Linked DNA regions of Rattus norvegicus: all the other regions are linked to region 2. Evidence: chromatin contacts called from public Hi-C data. All regions are on one chromosome and are shown on one strand. The core of a region is the stretch at or near the end of the contact, and the rest is flanking DNA. Distances in the headings are between cores, read along the strand shown.

Region 1 (4,145 bases), core at 1,464-3,963, 430 kb after region 2:
TCTTAGAATTTTTCCTTCTTTTCTTCTTCAATGTTCTCTGGGCCTTGGCTGTGAAAGTTGTGTTGTAAATGTATTCACTGAACACAAATACAGTTGTTTTCATGAATCTTTAGTTTCCTTCACAAACAAGAACACAAGCCTCTCCAATTTTTCAGAAGAGTATCATTTTGCCATCTATATACCTGATGACTAGAACAGAAAATTTATTTCCAATGAGCATAGACATGTACCGTAGTGAAAAATTTGTGTGCATGCCCCGTCTGTGGTCCAGCCCAGTTCCTGTGTAGGAGTGTAGGCTCCTCTATATCTTATCTATCCAGTACAGATATTTTCTCTGTCTCTCTGTCTCTCTGTCTCTGTCTCTCTCTCCCTCTCTCTCCCTCTCCCTCTCCTTATCCCTCTCTCTCACTTGCTTTCTCATTCTTTCATTCTTTCATCCTTTCTCTTCCTCATCATACTACGTAGCTCACAGATTCACCTCACTATGTAGCCCAAACTGACCTGGAATTCATGATCCCCTGATTCAATCTTCCAAGTACTGGGATTATGCATTTAAGCCACCATGACTGGCTCCAACAAAGGACTTTTTGGCAGAAGATTGGATTATAATAATGGAGAGACATGGGTCCTGAAACAAACTATACAAAGTAGAGAATTTTTCTGAAGCTTCACGCTATACATTTAAAATTTCCTCTGATTACATTCTACTCCACAATGAGTTTCTTATTTAGAACCAAGTCTTTCCTCAGAATATTTCATTCCCAAAGTTTTCAATGTTTATTGACATTTACTACACAGTTTAGAGTTTCTCATCACAGCTTCCAGATTTAAAAATATCCATGCGAGATTTGAGAGCACTGTCTCAATCATTCCAGTTTAAGTCTTAGTTTAAACCATGGCATCTAAAACCTGCGTGTTAAATAGTTATCAATAACTAGAGATGAATTGGCAGTGTGGATTAATGGTGAAGAGGTTACCCAGAATGCTAGAGGGATAAGAGTATACTATTGTCAGCTAAGATATTATACAATGTATTACATTAGCTCTCCAAATGTTTTGCATGGTGAATTCTATCACTCTAAATAATAACTCCTACACAGTGTAGCATTTTGGTAGTAATAGTGGATATATAGTGATAGACAAAGCATCCAGTAAGTTTCTGGTTGACCTCAGCTAAGTGATATCCAAAGAGGGATATATTAAAGTTGTTACTAATTAGCTTAACTAATCAAGAGAACTCACTGTAAGTATTAGATAGTGGATTCTCTTATTTTAGCACTTAGAACTACGAAGTACTTTACAATAGAAAACTCAGTACCATGGTGGATTCATTTGGGGAGACACTTCAGTTGGTTAAGAGATTGTCTTGAAACTGCAGAGCATGAGATTGAGTATGCATGGAGAAAGCAGGCACACATCTGTAATCTTATACAATAGGGAGGGAGCCGTGGCTGGGTCTCTGGGACTTGCTGAGCAATGATCACTGATAAATCCTCCCTCAAAAAAAAATAGTGGACAGTATCTGGTAGACTGATAGATGAAATTCAACATTGTTCTCCAACCTCAAATTGAACTGAACATACATGCACATATTTGCAACAAACACATATAAACACACACCTGTGTGCTCCACAGATCTATGATTAGTTAGCTAACAAAATATTAGAAAAAATTGTCTCTTCTTCCTGTGCTGAGGTTCCTGTATGACAGGCCAATGTTCCACCACTGAGTAATACCTTGTACAAGTAACATTGTTTGTTTTTAAACAGGGTCTCAGTCTGTAGCCTTACCTAGAATTTTCGAGTTGGACCAGGCTGGTCACAAATTTGTTGGTAGCATCCTGAGTCAGTGTCTCAAATTATGAAATCACACCATCCTATCAAGTTAGTAATATCTGTTTAATGGGAAAAAACTCACAAAAAATTGCCATTTTAATGAAAATGCTTTAGAGAATGTTGTAAATATACAATTTGAAATAAGTCATAGAAAACATCCTGTCGCTTCTTGGCCTTTTGGCTAAGATCAAATATAGAAAACATCCTGCCTACATGCAAGAAATTACAAATGAAACAAAACTAACTCACAGCGAGACCTACTGAGCTTCCTTTGGGCTGACTCTAAATAGCCTGTGACAGGCAGGATGTGTCTCCTGACTCAGTTTTTCAAATGCTTTCTTTCAACCAGTCTTCTACTTTATTTTACTTAAAAAGAGCATCCGGAGACAAATCCGCCAGTTACACTGAGGACATCATGTCACATGGTCAAACAGAAACACCCAAGGAACAGCAGCAGCTTTCACTTAGTGTTCCCTTGACTTGAATAAAAATCAACAACTCCCACACATTGCTTAGTGCCGTGAATGGTTTATATTAATCTGGTGGCTAAAATCAGTGAGAGATAATGAGAAACCTAAAGTTCTAAATGAATGTAAGAGAGGGACACGTGCCATTATCCAAAATACATTACCATAGCAACCAAGTGTGGAGCAAAATGAACGGGAAACATGGCAAGACATCTCAAACCCCATTCGATCTCCAAAAAGTGACAGGTCACCTGCAGCTACCTCTGACTTGAAGTGTCAGGAAAATAAATAAGAACCAACCCCACTGAATTAAAAACAGCCAGCATGAAACACTGTGTTCCTCCTATCTGGTGATCTGCAAATGCTGTGATGACTCACAGCACAGCACAAAGACATCTCAGTTGTGCTCTCTGAGGCACAATCACCACGTCCAGGAAACAGCAACATCTTCTGCTTTTACGAAAAGTTAGCCAAGGCACTTATAGCCTTGCATTTCCTGTTTTCTCCTCCTTTCAATCAGTTGAGAAAACGAATCTGTTCCTCTAGCCCTGGATGACTCACCATGATGGCTTCAATTTGGGAGCTTATCCTGAGATTCATCCAGGGCCAGTGCTTGCTAATCAAACTGTGAAGGGAACTGGGAGCACAAGGCCAGGGCCTCTCCAGAATCCTGGAATGGCAGTGGGTGGGGCTGGATCCCTGAGGCTGTTTCTCCTCCTGTTTTTGAAAGGCTAACAAGAAAAAGCCCCCTTAGCTACTCCTCTGTCTGTTTGTACATACAGATAGCCAGGCCTGAGCCTTGTGACCACTCAGTTCTAGCAATAATCACTGACAGCTGGGTGCAGTCATTCTTCATGAATATTCCCCAGTTGAGATTGTATCTTGCATTTTTATCTTTGGAATCATAATTATCTTTACCGTTTTCTCCATTTTCAGCCCACCTGTTTGAATCAAAATAAAAGGGAACATTAAGTGGTTGCAGGGTGTGTACAATATTTTTTAAGCAAGGTAAATCACTGGGCAACCAAAGACTTGAACAGACAAAACCAGTAATAACAAAAGTAAACAAAGAAAACCCATTTGTCGTCTTGACCTACAGTCTGGCTTACATCCTTGGACTCAGACTGCTCATGGTGCAACCTGATGCAAGAAATCTCTGCTCCATGTAAATCAAGGACGTCAGGAAGAAAGGGGTCCATTTCTTTAGAAAATCGAGGGAGAAAACTGTTTGAAGTAGCATAGGTTTTAGGGAGATGTCTGAAGCTACTGTCAGCCTAGAGACAGACAACCTTTGGTTTCTTTCAAAGCACATGCTCCTCCCATACTTCTCCCATCCCACTGGAACCCAGAGGGACAGGCCTACTGTTGTTTTAACATAAAAACTGAACAGTGGATAAATTCCTTCTCTCTATCTGTTTTTAGAAACCATCTGGAAGGAAAGACACACTAGCCACTCCAACAGCTGCCCGTGAACTCTCCTTTGGGTTGAGCTCTGGCACTTATTTAAAACAGTAAAGTAAGTGAGCGTGATTAGTCTGAGATATTTGGATCCCCACAACCATGCCCTGATGGAAGAGTAGACTCACTTTATCATGGAGTTAAGGTCACCACAGGCAGAAAGTAGATGGCAGATGGTTGTGTTACCATCATAGAGATTTCAATAAAGATAGAGGCCACCATGTATCTTGTCTAGAAAATGAGGATGGTCATCATTGGTTTCCATCTCGGTTAATGACATCATCAAGATGTCAGCACCCATAAAACTTCCTAGTACCACTGAGACATTTAGGGAATCATTGAGCTCCTAGAGCTCCTGCCACAGGTAGCCAGTCATACATTCCGA
Region 2 (3,875 bases), core at 75-2,574:
GCCTCAGGATACACCAGGGCAAGGCCATATCCTCAGGATACACCAGGGCACTGGCATAGCCTCAGGATACACCAGGGCAAGGCCATATCCTCAGGATCTAGTCAGTCCTTGAGACTTTTTTCCTGTTGGTTAATATGTCAGGTTTTCAGAGTAGGCACCTGAAGACCTAATGAGATATGAATTATTCTGGAAATGTCAGATTATAAAACTTCTTCTACTTACAGTCAATTTCCTTTTAAAATTTAATTAAAATAAAATTATATCACTACCCTTCCTCAAACTTCTCTCATGTGCTCCCCTTCAAATTCATGGCCTCTTTGTTATTGCTACATTTGTATGACTAAGTCAGGATGTACTGAGGAGTCCCTTTAAGAGTTGCTTGTTTGTATATGTTCTTAAAATCGTATATGTTGACAGGGGCTCATGCCTTCATTTTAAATTAGTTTTTGGAGAATTTTGTACATCTTTTTTTGGGTTAAAGCTCCCATGTTCAGCGTTTCAAATTTAAGGCAGACAGATACATAAGTTCACTGTTACCATATAGTTTTCTTGAAGATTATTTGAAGATGAAAGGAACACTAGCTGGAAGCATTTGTGGCCTTGGGAGAAGAAGAATGCTTGCATATCCTCTTAGAGGCCTGGTTAATCGAAGCTGATACTTCTATATACCCATCCTCCCTTCCCCCACTCCCATTGGAGTTTTAGATCAAAGACAGTGCTTTATGATTTTAGAATTGGTGATTCTCATGCTTTCTGTTTTCTGCAGTGTGCTCTCCTCTAGTTCACCCTTACTCTGCACCACTGCGGACCCGCAGTACTTGGCCCCCGAGTGACATCGGTTTGGAACTACTCTCTATTCTGGCAGTCACCCTACAGCACACCATGCCAGTTGCCAGTCACAGTCCCCTTTCACCTCTGCATGAATAATAAGAACGAACGAAGGAAGAAGTTAACCAACCAACCAACCCAATCGACTAAAACCCCTACACCACTGGGCATCGCTCCTTTGCATCCTCGCTGGGAAAAAGCAATTTCACTCCAGCAAAGGTTACTCCTCCATTCTCCTGTTCTGGGTCCAGGGTCCTGCCATCTCTTTACTACCTCCCGGGCTGTGGGTCCCGCATCCTAGCCACCGATCCCACCACCTCCGGGTCGTCTCCCCCGCCCTAGGTCCCGCCCCCTCCCAGTTTCCTTCCAGCCCTGAGTACCGCTACCTCCCCGCCCCCTCCCGGTCATCTCCCGGGCCCCTCCCGCCCCGACGTCGCCCCGCCCTCTCCGCACCCGCCGCGCCCCGCCCCGCTGCCGCCGCCACCATTGGCCAGGCGGGAAGTCGTTCTCCTAGCTCGATCTGCGGGAGTGCGGGGGGAAACTTCATTATTACTGTGACGCTGAAGGCCGGGGAGGCCCGAGCTGCCTGAGGGCTGCAGCCGCCGGGTCGGCGCTGCGGACCCGGGTGCGGGTGCAGGCGGGGCGACGATCTCAGGGCACCGAGCCCGCCGCACTCGCGGGGGAGGGAGGGGGCTGGGCTGTCCGCAGCTCCCTGTCGCGGAGGCGCCTACCGGCTCTGCTCGGCCGCCGGCAGCGGGTGACCTCCCTGCGTGAAGAGCATCGCGGCGCGGCGGCAGGGGAATTCGCGTTGCGGCTGGCCGCGGGCTCCTCCCACCCAGCTGGCGGGCGGGGCTCGGGGATCCGGTGTCTGGTGCAGACGCTGCTGCGGCCGAGCGAGCCGACGGCTGGACCTTGGAGCAGGTGTGTGAACCAAAGGGCTGAACCTGGGGAGACTCGCTCCGGCTACTGCGGGATGCGTGTGCAGTTCGGGGCCCTAGGGGAGGAATGCTTGAACTTTGCTCATCCTGGCTGTTTTCCTTTAGAGTTCACACCTGCCCCATTAAGAAGTGCCTTAAATTTTACCTAAGGCGTCTAGGATTTTGCTGGGATTTGTCTCATCCGGGGTGCTCTGGGGGAGGACGATTCAAGTGATATCTTCCATTTTTATGTGCCTTCTGGCTCTTTCCACAAATAGGAAGCTATTTCTAGAACCTTTCACTTGATAATTTGATAAAGTGAACTGACTTTTAGTTTTAGATTGGAAAGACAGGAAAGCGAAGTAAAAAGGATTAGATTTTAAGATGCAGCCAGAGCAATGTGGTACTTTCAGAGGCAAATTACAGTGCAGCCCTTTTTTGTATTCCTTTCCTCGGATATAAATCAGAAAAACAAAATCGGTGGCTTACACACTCCAGTTTTGACCCCATCTGAGAAGTTAGACTGCAGGAATCAAATTAGATGCAAAACACCTTTGTCATGAAAAAAATAGAAGCCTGGTTCACTGGTAGCCACTTGGACTTGTTCAGTAAATAGTGGGCATTCATCGTGTTAAAAAAAAAAAGAAGCAGGAGTCCAAAAATGTCCAAACTGTTGGAGAAGTCGTTGGGTATTGCATTTCATGTTGCGGGACAAACTTGAATCTCTTAAGATCTGTATACCACTTAAATACGGCTGTGTAAGTAATGAAAGTCGCGCCTCTGCTGGAGACAAACGGCTTTGCACTAGTTTCAGAAATAAAAGCGATAGTCTAATTGAAAGGGATTCTCTTACGAAGGTGGAAATGTCTGAAACTCATTCAGGACCACGGACTATATTAATGGCTCATACCAACATAGCTGCTCGGTGGGGGATCTTATCACATCTTAATGCTCCCCCTTTGTTTTATTTGGGTGACTGGAGGTGCCTGTCAGTGACTTCTTGTATTGCACGGAGAGGATATGGTAACAGGGAGAAACGAAAGTAGAAGTTGTGGTCAGGTGGCTAGCTTGCTGTGAAAGATGCCTGGAGAAATAAACAGGAAAATCGCATTATTTTTCAATAGTTTCTGTCCAATCTATGTAAAAGATGTGAGAGTAGTGAAAATTTACTGCCCCTATTAAGTGGCAAGAATTTTATAAGTTACTCACTTGGCTCTGGTCACATGAAGGATGACTAACGTGATCAAGGTTGGATTGAGGTTAGCCTAACCTACCCCTGGTCCTGATATACACTGAAAAACATTCCCTCTTTAATAGCTAAACATAGTCTTAGTTTCAGAAGTTTACTCATACCTTTCTTTTGGAGGTGGAGTCATACTATATAGTATAAACTAGCTTCTAAGTTACTATAGCCCAAGTGTACATAGAACTCTCAGTAATCCTCCTGCTTCAGCCTTATAAACCCTGGGATTACAGGTGTGCACCATCACCTTATGTATTTTTAAGCACTTAGGAGAACCCTGTTCTGAAGTTATTTCTTTAATGTGCATCTCTTTAACGTGGTGGGACAGTCCTGGCTTCTAGTCCAAATGCCTAGTGTCTGATTAGGGGTGAGCTAACTTAAGGTCTCCAAGCCTTAGTCCCAGCCTCCCACCCCACCCCCAGTCTTGTAAATGGTGATAATATCTAATGCCCAGAGCTGAAAAGAGGATTAAACAAAGTTAACATAAAGGCCCAAACGGATATAGCTGCTTGGTAAGGGATCCTAACACATCTTCATGCATTCCCTTTGCTTTGAGGTAGTGCAGAGAAAAAGGTAAGTTCAGAAAGTGGGGGGCCTAATTGTTGGGCTCTTCTTCAACAGCTTCTCTGTCCTCTCTTCCCTTCGTCCCCCCCCCCCCTTCATTCTAAGACTGGATTTTATATAGCCGAGGCCAGCCTTGAACTCATGGTTGATGCTCCTGCCTTCGCCCTCTTAAGTGTCGTCTTTCTCTGTAGCCACTTAACTAACCAGTGACTCGCTCAGCTGCCATTTCTGCTGGATTGGTAAACCTGTTTCGGCAAGATGACCCCTTTGACAGTACTACCCTTGCCCTCTTAAACATGTGAAACATTCAGAAGTGACACTTG
Region 3 (4,379 bases), core at 494-2,993, 340 kb before region 2:
TTGAACCCCCTGGACTTATAGGTCATAAGCTTCCCTACACTGGTGTTGGGAATTCTGTACAGTATTCCGGAAGAGCAGTATGTGCACCATCTCCAGCCCTCTTTCTGGTTTTGTGGTAGTAGGTACTGAACTCACGGCACCAAGCAGGCTAGTCACCAACCGTAGTAGCTCCAAACTGGAAATGCCTTCAGCGTCTATCACAAAGATAAATGCATAAGCTATGATCGAATTGCAAAATGGAAAGGTATCAAGACCCCGACTGTATAGCAACATGGGAAAAAAATCTTACAAATACATCGTTGAGCCACAGTTAGCCAAGTAAGCAAATAGAACGCATAGGTTGCGGTTTAATACACATCAGGTGTAAAGGCAGAATTAATCTGCTGTGTTAAAAGTCAGCACAGAGGCTGCTCCTGCAAGGAAGCAGTAGTGAGATGGCAGGATGAACTGCTCCTGGGCTTAGAAACATTGTCTTGGTCAGGTGCTGGATACAGAGTCAGGCTGCATGTTGTGAAGATCTCTTGAGCCACATCCAGTATGCGCACTTTTCTGTCTGTATGCTAGATCCAGTAATAATTTCAAGAGCTTTATGAAAATTGACTCTCTACCCAACACAAGTCATTAGAGTTAGTGAGGCGTCAACACGAATATCGCTGTCTAAACGTATTATTATTAAATGCACTGGATCTTCAGATGCTCTTGGGCCAGGAGGTGCAACTAGGCAACACGACTTAATTATGAATTATAAGAATATTTTTAATTAGAACTTATTCCATTCATATATTGAGCATATTCTTTCCCCTTCCCACAATTCCTTTCACATACCCCCCCACTTCCTTACCCACTTAACTTTGTGTATGCACTCTCACTGTCTCAAACAAAAACCCAAAAATCAAAACAAAAACAAATTAAGACTAAAAAGTGTCAAAAAAAAAAAAAACCACCCCCACACAAAAACCATGGAGTTAGTTTCGTGTTGGCCAATACTCCTGGGCAGGTTTCAGTAGTGTGCTCATACAGCCTGAAAGGCATCTGCTGTTGCCTTTTGCTCAGCTCCATCTTTCCTTGACTAGTTCCTGTGGGACTCAGCGCCCTACGTAAATTCACTGCCCAGTGTTCTCCATCCACACCTCAGTCATTCCCTCTCTTGATGTGATTTTTCTTTTACTGTTTATTTGTTGCCTTGCTTCCTCTTCTTCCTTATTAGACCGAAGGTTCTAAAAGCAGTTAGATTATTTGAGTCATTTGGGACGCCCCCAGATCCTAGGCAATGCTTCCTTCGAAAGATGGAATTTTTATGGTATGCAGGATAGTTGCGAGCCATCCCAAGATGCCTGTTATGGCAGTCCAAAGAACATTGCTCTGTGATTTGTTAAAGAACGAGCAAGAACACTGAATGACGTACAAGTGCTCTACAAGCAAAGCGTAGCTGTCCTGTTCTCTTTCGGGTCACAGCCAAGATAACTCTGGCAGAAGCGATACTCCTTCCTGTGGCTAGCGAAAAACAAGGTCCCTGGCGTCTGATTCGAGGCCGCCAAGGCTCATCGGGAGGGCGGGGCGCCATGTCGAACAGCTACTGGCCCAATTTGACGTCTGTCTACAGGGCTTAATTGGCAATCTGAGAGGCCAAATCGCCAGTGCAGGAGGCTCGTTCTTATCTAGATCCGTAATTGGCTCAGATTGAGGGCGGGCAAGGAGCCCTGCCCTGCTGAGCACCAACTGGCTAGCGTTGTTGTCAATCATCAGAAACATACTCCTCCGGGTCTCCATTTGGCCAGCTGCGGTTGAAATTTTTTTTCAAGAATTTCCAGGAGTGGAGGAGGCTGTGGCTTCTCTAATTGCTTGGTCTGGAGATCAGAATCAACAGAGAACTCAGCTTTATTTATCATCCAAGAAAGCCTTCCCTTCCTTCCATTAGCCAATTAAGAAATTTACAGACACAAGCCATTACAAGGTAAGAGCCTGAAGAGTTCGATTCGTTTATTCTCCTAGGTTATTGACAAGACATTGGCGGTCCCCGGAGGTCTTCAGGAAGGAGAAAGAGAAATATGAAATGAGTTCCTGCAGCTTACTCTGAGGCCGAGTCCTACGCGCATCTCTCCGGGCTCGATGTGCTCCCCGTTTCTCGAGGTGGAGAGCAGCTGCTCTCGCCTAGGCCCTCGGCGGCTGTGCCCGAGCATCCGGCTCCCCAGACACAGCCCCGATCGGCCTTGAACTTGACCTCGGGCTGGAAGTGAGCGCCAGGGAAGCAGGGATAGTGGGATGGGCGGGGTCCCATGGAAAAATCAGAAAGCGAGCTAAGATAACTGAAGCCGCTCTGATTCCTCGCAGCGAGACCCCTTGGTGCGCTCCAGCGGGCTATAACAGGCTTCCTCCGGACCTATTTCTCGGCCAGAAGACTCCGGATGCCGGGAGATCTGCTGGGCTGCCCGGGCTGGAGAGTGTTCTGCCACGTCCAGCTTTGGTCAAGGCCAGTAAACCAGCCCAGAACCCTGTCCATTCGGGACTTGTGAAGAGACTGGTTAGAAAAGGGTTGTGGAGCCCTGGCGGTTTGTTTGGATCTGAGAGCTTGTGTTTTGCCTTGGTAGGAGAGCACTATCTTAGGGACATGTGGCTCGAGGTGCGGGTTTTCGCAGCCGCTTTCTGCATAAGAGAAAATTTACCCGGAGGAGACAAAGATTGAGGCTCTGGGTAGAAATAGCTAGAAAATTTCGAGTCTCAAAAGCTCCACTGGTGTTTTCGTTGTAGGAGCTGCAGGAATAGAAACTGCGAAGCCCCTTACCCCCAGGTGTGCACCAACCCGGTTGAGCAGATGTGGCCTCTGCTGGACCCGTACCCCGGTGAGAAAACCTGGGGGCGGCCTGAGATCCAGATCTCCAGAGCTTCGCGGAAGGGAGGGTGTCGTCTTGCTGGTGTGTGTTGGAGCTTGTGGAAATTGGAAACCAGCTCACCACTGTATGACAAGTGTCATTAAATAGGAAGCTTTGGATAATGGGTTCTTGTTTATAATTGTTTTTCTAGAAATCCGAGTCTCTTTTTCCTTGACTACATCACACACACCCCTTCACAGAGTTGAGTAATACTTTTCCATACTGTATTCTCAGTTCGCCTATCCAAACAGACTTTCACATACGACCTAAGGGAGTCGTTGACCTTTTTGTTGTTTTCTTTTCTCCAGTAAACTAATACATTTTCTTTCTTCTAAGAGGACATAAAGACATTAAGATTGCCGATTTTCTAAAGTTCATTTCTGAAGTTTTCAGATGGCTTTAGTTATTTATTGGGGTGCACTGGGTTTTTGCTGGTGATGATGGATGGTGGTAAAGAAATTTGGAGTTTGAGAATATTAAAAAAAATCAGGCTGGTGATGTGGCTTGACTAGTAAAAGTGACCGCCTGCTGATTTCTAGCACCAAGACCTACTTTAGGGCACGAGAAGGTATGCCTACAAGATGTCCTCTAACCTGTGACTGCCTGTGCTGGCCTGCACTGCCACATACATACATACATACATACATACATACATACATACATACATACATACATACATACATATAAAAATTATCATGTGTTTCCATTATGGGAAGATAACAAAGTGCCACTTTATAGTTACCTCACCAGCTTCCTAGAGGGCGGAAAAATCTAAGCCCTCTGCTGATTGTCAGAACCCCCAGTTAGTTAATCCTGCTGGGTGCTTGCGTAAAGTGGTAAGAATGAACTTCCTCTTTGAGTTGTTTTTGGCATTCAAATTCCCGGTGTCAAAACCTGCTATGGAGATAATGCCTCCTTTTTCCAAAAATGAAATTGAACAGCTCTGGAGTTAAACTACTGAGCAAGTATAAAGACCGGGAAGTATGAAAAGTAAAGTTGGTGCGATAGTCTTGCATCTGTTTGTGTGTGGGGGTCCCTGTGCTATGAAATGAAATGGTGATCTGCAAACTTTACGAGGCAGGTGCTCTGTTTACTGATGGTTTTTCTTGTTAACTGGGTCTTAAGTAGTCCAGACGGGCCGTTCATTCCTGACCCTCCTGCCTCACCCCTCCAAGTGTCGAGAATCTAGGGGTGGACCACCCCACAAAGCTCCTTTGTGGATGTCTTTGGCCTGAGATTGCCGCTCTGGAAATGTGTGTTTCACAGTACTCTCTTGAAGACAATCTGTGATTATGACGCTCTCACAGCTTCTTTAACTTTTTGAGCTGAGATTCCTGCTAGATGGAGTTACTTATATGGCATTGATGTTGTTCTAACATTGCAATTTTATTTAGTTCTTCATTTCTTTCCTGTCAATTTTCAAGTAGCAGGTTGAGGAGGAAGATGGGGGAGAAAGGCTTAGTCACATAAATCATGTGGAAATGGTGGGAAAGGCATATTTTCATATAT

What was found. Hi-C and Micro-C count contacts between places; a contact is called where the count stands out from the background.
Region 1: a contact with region 2 is called in a Hi-C map of Schwann cells, with 2.3 times the contacts expected there. The contact joins the enhancer-like site here to the promoter of Herc3 in region 2. A contact is called at or near these places in 3 of 12 Hi-C or Micro-C datasets (the A7r5 cell line, Schwann cells and mammary epithelial cells) and 1 of 1 datasets of contacts at active chromatin or transcription factors (oligodendrocytes).
Region 3: a Hi-C map of mammary epithelial cells shows a contact between it and region 2, with 4 times the contacts expected there. The contact joins the promoter of Ppm1k here to the promoter of Herc3 in region 2. A contact is called at or near these places in 1 of 12 Hi-C or Micro-C datasets (mammary epithelial cells) and 1 of 1 datasets of contacts at active chromatin or transcription factors (oligodendrocytes).

Annotation. Positions count from the first base shown.
Region 1 is chr4:89,708,863-89,713,007 of GRCr8, forward strand. It overlaps the pseudogene Acbd5-ps1. Among named protein-coding and RNA genes, the nearest start is that of Tigd2, 34 kb to the right of the region's middle. Within about 2 kb of position 2,714, at least 39 of the 93 cell types and tissues checked have an H3K27ac peak or open chromatin away from gene starts, as enhancers often do. A contact at or near this core is called in the A7r5 cell line and Schwann cells, where this site is marked.
Region 2 is chr4:89,281,121-89,284,995 of GRCr8, forward strand. It overlaps Herc3 (HECT and RLD domain containing E3 ubiquitin protein ligase 3), which reads left to right and starts at 1,325. Exons shown (of 26, transcript NM_001108631.1): 1 at 1,325-1,749; 2 at 2,213-2,353. It overlaps LOC120102287 (a long non-coding RNA gene), which reads left to right. Exons shown (of 5, transcript XR_005503614.1): 5 at 767-1,161.
Region 3 is chr4:88,940,606-88,944,984 of GRCr8, forward strand. Ppm1k (protein phosphatase, Mg2+/Mn2+ dependent, 1K) reads left to right here and starts at 1,744. Exons shown (of 7, transcript NM_001107863.1): 1 at 1,744-1,954.